2 separate regions of the Triticum aestivum genome follow, and region 1 is linked to region 2. A link is a contact called in public Hi-C data. All regions are on one chromosome and are shown on one strand. Each heading gives the region's core, a stretch centred on a gene start, on an enhancer-like site or on the middle of the called end of the contact. The rest is flanking DNA. Distances are from core to core; before and after follow the strand shown.

Evidence for each region. A called contact is a pair of places that touch in the nucleus more often than the background predicts.
Region 1: a contact with region 2 is called in a Hi-C map of leaf, with 4 times the contacts expected there. The contact joins the promoter of LOC123156930 here to the promoter of LOC123160932 in region 2. A contact is called at or near these places in 2 of 5 Hi-C or Micro-C datasets (both in leaf).

The regions. Positions count from the first base shown.
Region 1 is chr7B:630,425,936-630,428,718 of IWGSC CS RefSeq v2.1, reverse strand. LOC123156930 (solanesyl-diphosphate synthase 1, mitochondrial) reads right to left here and starts at 1,402. Exons shown (of 12, transcript XM_044575125.1): 1 at 1,108-1,402; 2 at 510-605. The coding sequence starts at 1,260.
Region 2 is chr7B:629,964,891-629,967,984 of IWGSC CS RefSeq v2.1, reverse strand. It overlaps LOC123160932 (protein NRT1/ PTR FAMILY 5.1), which reads left to right and starts at 1,693. Exons shown (of 3, transcript XM_044578785.1): 1 at 1,693-1,928; 2 at 2,027-2,244. The coding sequence starts at 1,820.

The DNA of each region.
Region 1 (2,783 bases), core at 153-2,652, 460 kb before region 2:
CCCATTTCATCTGATGCATTGACATCCTACTTTTTTATTTTGCGACAAAGAATTAGAATTTGGGTGCATTTAATCTTCATGAAAACCAATGCATATAATAACTCACAGGCAGAGTTATCAAAGAAGAAGTCATTCATAGGGCACAGTGTATCAGCAAAAATGACACATAAATGGGAGCCGTAAGTGGCAACGCTTCACAATCCAATGGCAGCACGTAAGGTGTGGAACTATGCGTTGGTTGTTCAACAGCCTAGTTTTGATATCTATGTTTAATTGCTAGACATGTCCCATATTTCAGTTCATAATAATCAATAATGTATTCAGCTGGCATCTCTGTAGCAGGATATGCCTGTGTTTTTTCCAGCGGTGAATAGTGATGCACAATTAGTTTCTTTATTAAGCTGGGCTCTAGATGTTTGATTGACAAAAGAGGTACAATGACAAGATCATTAACATAACAAACGAGCAGCACAAAGGCAAATCATCAAAAAAATAAAGGGTTCACCTACTTCGGCCCTCGATACCCCATCCTGGCGAGTCTGGCATTGGGTGGCATCATGCAGCCATCGCGAGTTCACGAAAGCAGCTCCTCTGCAACCCACCACCTACTAATCCACACCAAAAGTAGAGAACCTATCAGCATAACAGAAGGCAAATACAATGCACAGTTCAAAAACACGCTGTCACCTAACCGGCAAATCCAATAGAATCGGAAAGTAACACTAAGCTGACCGGTTACTATTCCTGCTCGCCTTAATTCTCTTTACCCTTTTCAGTGTAACCACTATGCAGCTAAGTGACTTACTAAAATCGGTAAAAATAACTCAAAATCATCGGCAGGGTCGAGTTAATGCGCACGCCGACACATCGCAGCTACGAGCACGACTGCAAAGGATTCAGCCGCAGCGCTACACTAGTCGGTGGCATATACACAAACACTTGGCGGGCGGGCAGCTCCGCCGCGGCTACCTGGACGGGCCAGGGCCAGGGCCAGGGCCAGGGTCAGGGCCAGGGCCAGGGCCAGGGAACCGCGAAGCAGGGACCAAACAGGCCGTGCGAGGACCGGCGAGGACTAGGACGGGAGACTAATGCGCGGGGGAGGGGGACCTTGTTCCGAATCTGGGGCGGCGCGGGAGGGAGCCTCCCCAGGAGGGCGCCCGACGAGGAGAAGAGCCTCTGCGCCTGGGCGGCGCCTGGGCCGCCGGTGCCGCCGCCGACGAGCGTGGCGACGCGACGCGCCAGAGCCCACCGCCAGGACATGTCTCTCCCGAGATCGGGGAGAGGGGGCGAGCGGCGGAGTTGAACTTGGAGAAAAAGTCAGACGGGGAAGGGGGCGAGGGGCCGAGGAGGGAAAGAAGGCGGCGGCTAGGCTTTGCTTGCTCGTGTAGTTTGTTGGGGTGGGGGCACCGCGTCGGGGTTGCGTACGTGGACCGTGGGCGTGCTCGGCGTGCCACGTGAGGCTGTGGAATGCGGGGCCAGGAAATCGCCACGGGCGACTCCTCTCTCCCTTGCGTGCATCTCACTAGTTTTCAGCTTCAAAGTCTTGGTTCCCACATCCAAAGCTTTTTAAAAATAATCAGAACTGTTATAAAAATTCACCAAAGGTACAAAACATCTCAAACATAATAAAAATTACAATACAAAACATCACAAACATAATAAAAATTATAAACAAAATTTTGTGACCACCGAACGGCCACTACCGCCATCAGAACGAGCCGCCGACGCGCCGTTGTCGCCGCTCCGCTACCGAAGTCGGCTTGACCTTGCTGATGACAACCAGAAAGTCTTCGTGCACATACCCCTAAGGATCAGCGCTCGGGAGCCACAGTTGTGTGTCGTTGAACCCTTGCGTAAATCTTAAGCTCTGGGAAACAAATCTCGCCACATGACGAGAAACACTAACAGGACACGGCTAGAAACTACGTCGGAGCTCCAACGACTACGTCTAGATGGACAAATTCGAAGAGGACCAAAGCCCGGAAGACAATGAAGAAGCGCACCCAACCGCACAAGTGTTGCAACTGCGAGGACTAGAAAAAACTAACCTAAACTACTAATTGGAGCGAAGGCACCGGAATTCCCCTCCTGCCACTGACCACCATAGCGGCAGGCAGTGGGGAGGTGAATGTACGGGCTCGCTAGTGAAGTTGGGAGGGAGAGTGTGCCCTAGCCACCTAGGGTTACACGAGGAAAACAAGAGAAAGTCGCATCTAAAGTTTTTTCAAACCTGGGTCGTTAATAAATAAATTGTAATTTTTTTAGAAGTGCTTGTCATTAGCTAGATCGAATAAAAGTTGTTTGTATTAATTCCAAAATTCGCTCGAATAAACGTTTTGGTGATATTTAGAAACCCTAAATTGTCATCTATGGAATACTTTTCAAACTCAAAACTTGAGCTCACACCCTTTTGTTAAATTTTGGGTTGGAAATAAATTTCCATAAACTCCAACCAATATTTGAAAACCTAAATTTGAATTTGGAAATTGGTTTGAACCCTAAAGATTTATGGAATAAAATGATATTCCAAAGAATGGTGAGAAATTCAAATATTTAATTTGGGCATAAAAATATTTTTATCAAGTCGTAAATATTATTTTGAGCTTCTAACAATTATTCCCAAAAATTGAAGTGGATTAGATTTTTTGAACCAGTTTAAGAAAAGCAAAAGGAAAATTATCCAAATAAGGCATATATTTTATTTGGCATGAAATTAATCCCCATAAGTCTAAATAATAGGTTTGACATTCTGATAATTTTCCTAACTGAATTTAGATCAATTT
Region 2 (3,094 bases), core at 444-2,943:
CCGCATTGAAGTGCGACCGCCAGTCCGAACGGGGCACCGCGCGCGCCACATGAGAATCCACCATATTTGGGGGGGGCTTTGCGGTTTTTGCGCGAGCTGACCTCGGTCCAGCCTCCGTCCATCCCCAAAAAGGAAAGGCTGGCCGTAGGGGATGGGAAGATGATGATGGATTGAAGGCGTCAAGCGGGGGGCGTGCTTGGATCCGCCGAATCTTCATGGGCGCCCGCCGTCGAGCATTCACCACACAATAGAAGCCGCGGCGGGGATTCTGGATCTGGGGATGGCGATGCGCCAAGCTCTAGAGAGTCTGGGACCTCGGATACTCCAGGGGAGGCGGCAACTGAACTGCACCGCGGTCCGGAGCCTGCGCCTACACGTGGAGAGGGAGGCATGCCCATGCTGGGCGGTGGGGAGGTGGCCGCCGCGGCATGCGTCGCGGGGAGGAGAGGGCTGACTACCTAGTTCAGCAGAAAAGGCGCTTCACTTTGCTGATGGGCAGAAAAGTCGCCCTTTGCTCTATAACCTTCTTGTCGGAGCCGCCGGCCTCGTCGTCATTGACAGCCGGGCAAAATGTCTACTCCTCGTCCTTGTCCTTCTCGTCCATGAAAAGCTGCTCACGCTCCACGTTCGCCTCGTGGATGAAGTGGCGGTTCGTCGTCACCTTCGCCTCAGACTGGATGAACTCGAGGATGGCCTACAGCTCCATCGCCTCCTTCGCTTGGGCGAGCTCAAACTCCACAACCGCTTCCCACATTGCTGAATTCGGTCTGCTCCAGCATTGAAGTCACCTCCTACTCATCCGACGTAGGCTCCTCCTCCTTCCACACCTCCGCCTCTTCCATCTCATCGTCTGGCGCCTCCTCCTATAGGAAATTTGAGGCAGGCAGGCCACAATGCGCGTGGTGCGGTGTGCCTCAACGACGCACATCTTCGCCTGGATCTCTATCCGACGCTCCGAAGTGAGCAGCTTGTAGTATGTTACCTTGGAGCGGACCGTCGCGGCTGGTGGAGGAAGAGGAAGAGGAAGAGGAGGGAGCAGCAGCGGCATGGACGGAAGCGAGAGGAGGAGAATGACAACGAGGTTAGGGTCGCCTCGCCGTCCGGCTTAAATAGCCGGGTTTCTCGGGCAGCGCACCAGGGCTGCTTCATGAATGCGTCCTCATTGAATTGGAGGAGACGCCCAAGAGACACGTGGCTTTCTGCATGGGTCCCGGTTGTCAATCTTACATGTCGGGCATGTTCGCGCCTCTTAATATCTGTCACATATGTAGATTGGATTTGAGGTGTGCCGGATAACCCGGACATAAAGAGTTGGTTTAAGGGGCTAGTTGGATGGCAATTTGGTGACCGGGTCGCAGATGTATAGATAGGATTTGAGGGATCCACTCGCATTTATGCTGGATTTATTTCAGGATTTCCGGCGATACGCGTTCAGTGTAAGGAGACGTCCCCGTCGACTACGAGGGGACTACGGTGACTTCGTAAAATCTCAAGATGATATGCCGGTTCAGTCTATCGGAGATGCTCATAGGAATAGGGTGTGCGTGTACGCGCGTATAAATGAGCGCTTGTGTCTGCACTGATCTGATGTTCAAAAAATTGTAGAGGTAATCTCGCATAAGTTTAGCATTTTCCTGATAACGACATGTGCCAAAGGCGGAGGTGAAGTTACCCGCGGCGACAGTCTCTGCCTAGCAAGTAGCCATCCGGCACTCCACATACACTCAATCATTTTGCTCCAGCCAAGCCCATTTCGACACACCACGAGACACGCACTAGAGTCTACACTCTACAGCATACATCGTCGGGTCGGCCATCGATGGAGGAACTCAAGCCGGAGTTCACAAAGGACGGCTCCGTCGACCTCCGCGGCCGGCCGGTCGTCGCCGCCCGGACCGGCCGCTGGAAGGCCTGCTCCTTCCTAGTCGGTGAGTGGTCAGTCAGTACCAGGCTCCGTCTCCCATAGATCGATTTGATCCGACTCTCCTTCTGATGAACCCGCGCGCGCGCATATGGACTGGCGCAGGGTACGAGGCGTTCGAGCGGATGGCGTTCTACGGCGTGGCGTCGAACCTGGTGGTGTACCTGACGACGCAGATGCGGCAGGAGACGGTGCCGTCGGTGCGCAGCGTCAACAACTGGACGGGCACAGTGTGGATGACGCCCATCGCCGGAGCCTACGTCGCCGACGCCTTCCTCGGCCGCTTCTGGACCTTCACCGTCTCCTCCCTCATCTACCTCTCGGTCAGTACCAGGCTAGCAAAAATCATCTCCTAGATTGATCTTCAGTTCGATAGATGAGTCCAATTTAATCCGCAATCCAGTATATTTCCCAAAACACAATGCATCCTTCAAATTGGGAGCTCATCCTCATACACGGTTTCACTCACAGCACATTATTATTAGTAGTAACTCGGATGACTCAAACAACGCACTGCAGTAGAAAACGTACAAGAAATTACCACGCTAGCAGCAGCTATTCGAGAACTGCACCATGTCTGAAACCGGACGGAGAGACTAATCAGTCAGTACTCGGTAGTGTTCAGTCAGAGCCCGATGCTGGTAGTAGAAGATTCTTACGGACAATCCTTGTCAGCTCGGGCCAACCCAACTAGGACTAGTGTTTTGTCATGACGGTTAGGATTGCGACCGGAGAAGAAAAACGCATTTGGATCTCGGAATCTTTCGGCTGGGAGGCGTGGGCAAAAGCCACTACTACTCTGCTTTCGTTGTTCTGTTTCTGCGCTACACGTACGGCGGCCCCACCGGCATCCATCACACAAGGCGTATGCCGATGGGTATACCCAAGCATGGCAAAAGGCTATCATGTCCATGCCAATCCAGAACCCAGATTTAGTACAGCTGGAAAACTCTTCACATGTGTCACCGTCCATGACAATAATAGTAGGAACTAGCCTACAAAAATATCTTACATTTTGAGATGGAGTATCTTAGCAGAAACGTCAATAATAACATTTTTGGGACAAGCGGTGAATTGTGTTGGCTCAAATGGAGCATTAAGTGGATACAAATACAATAAACACACGCCCTCACCCTACACAGTTATGATACACACGACTAACACCAACACACA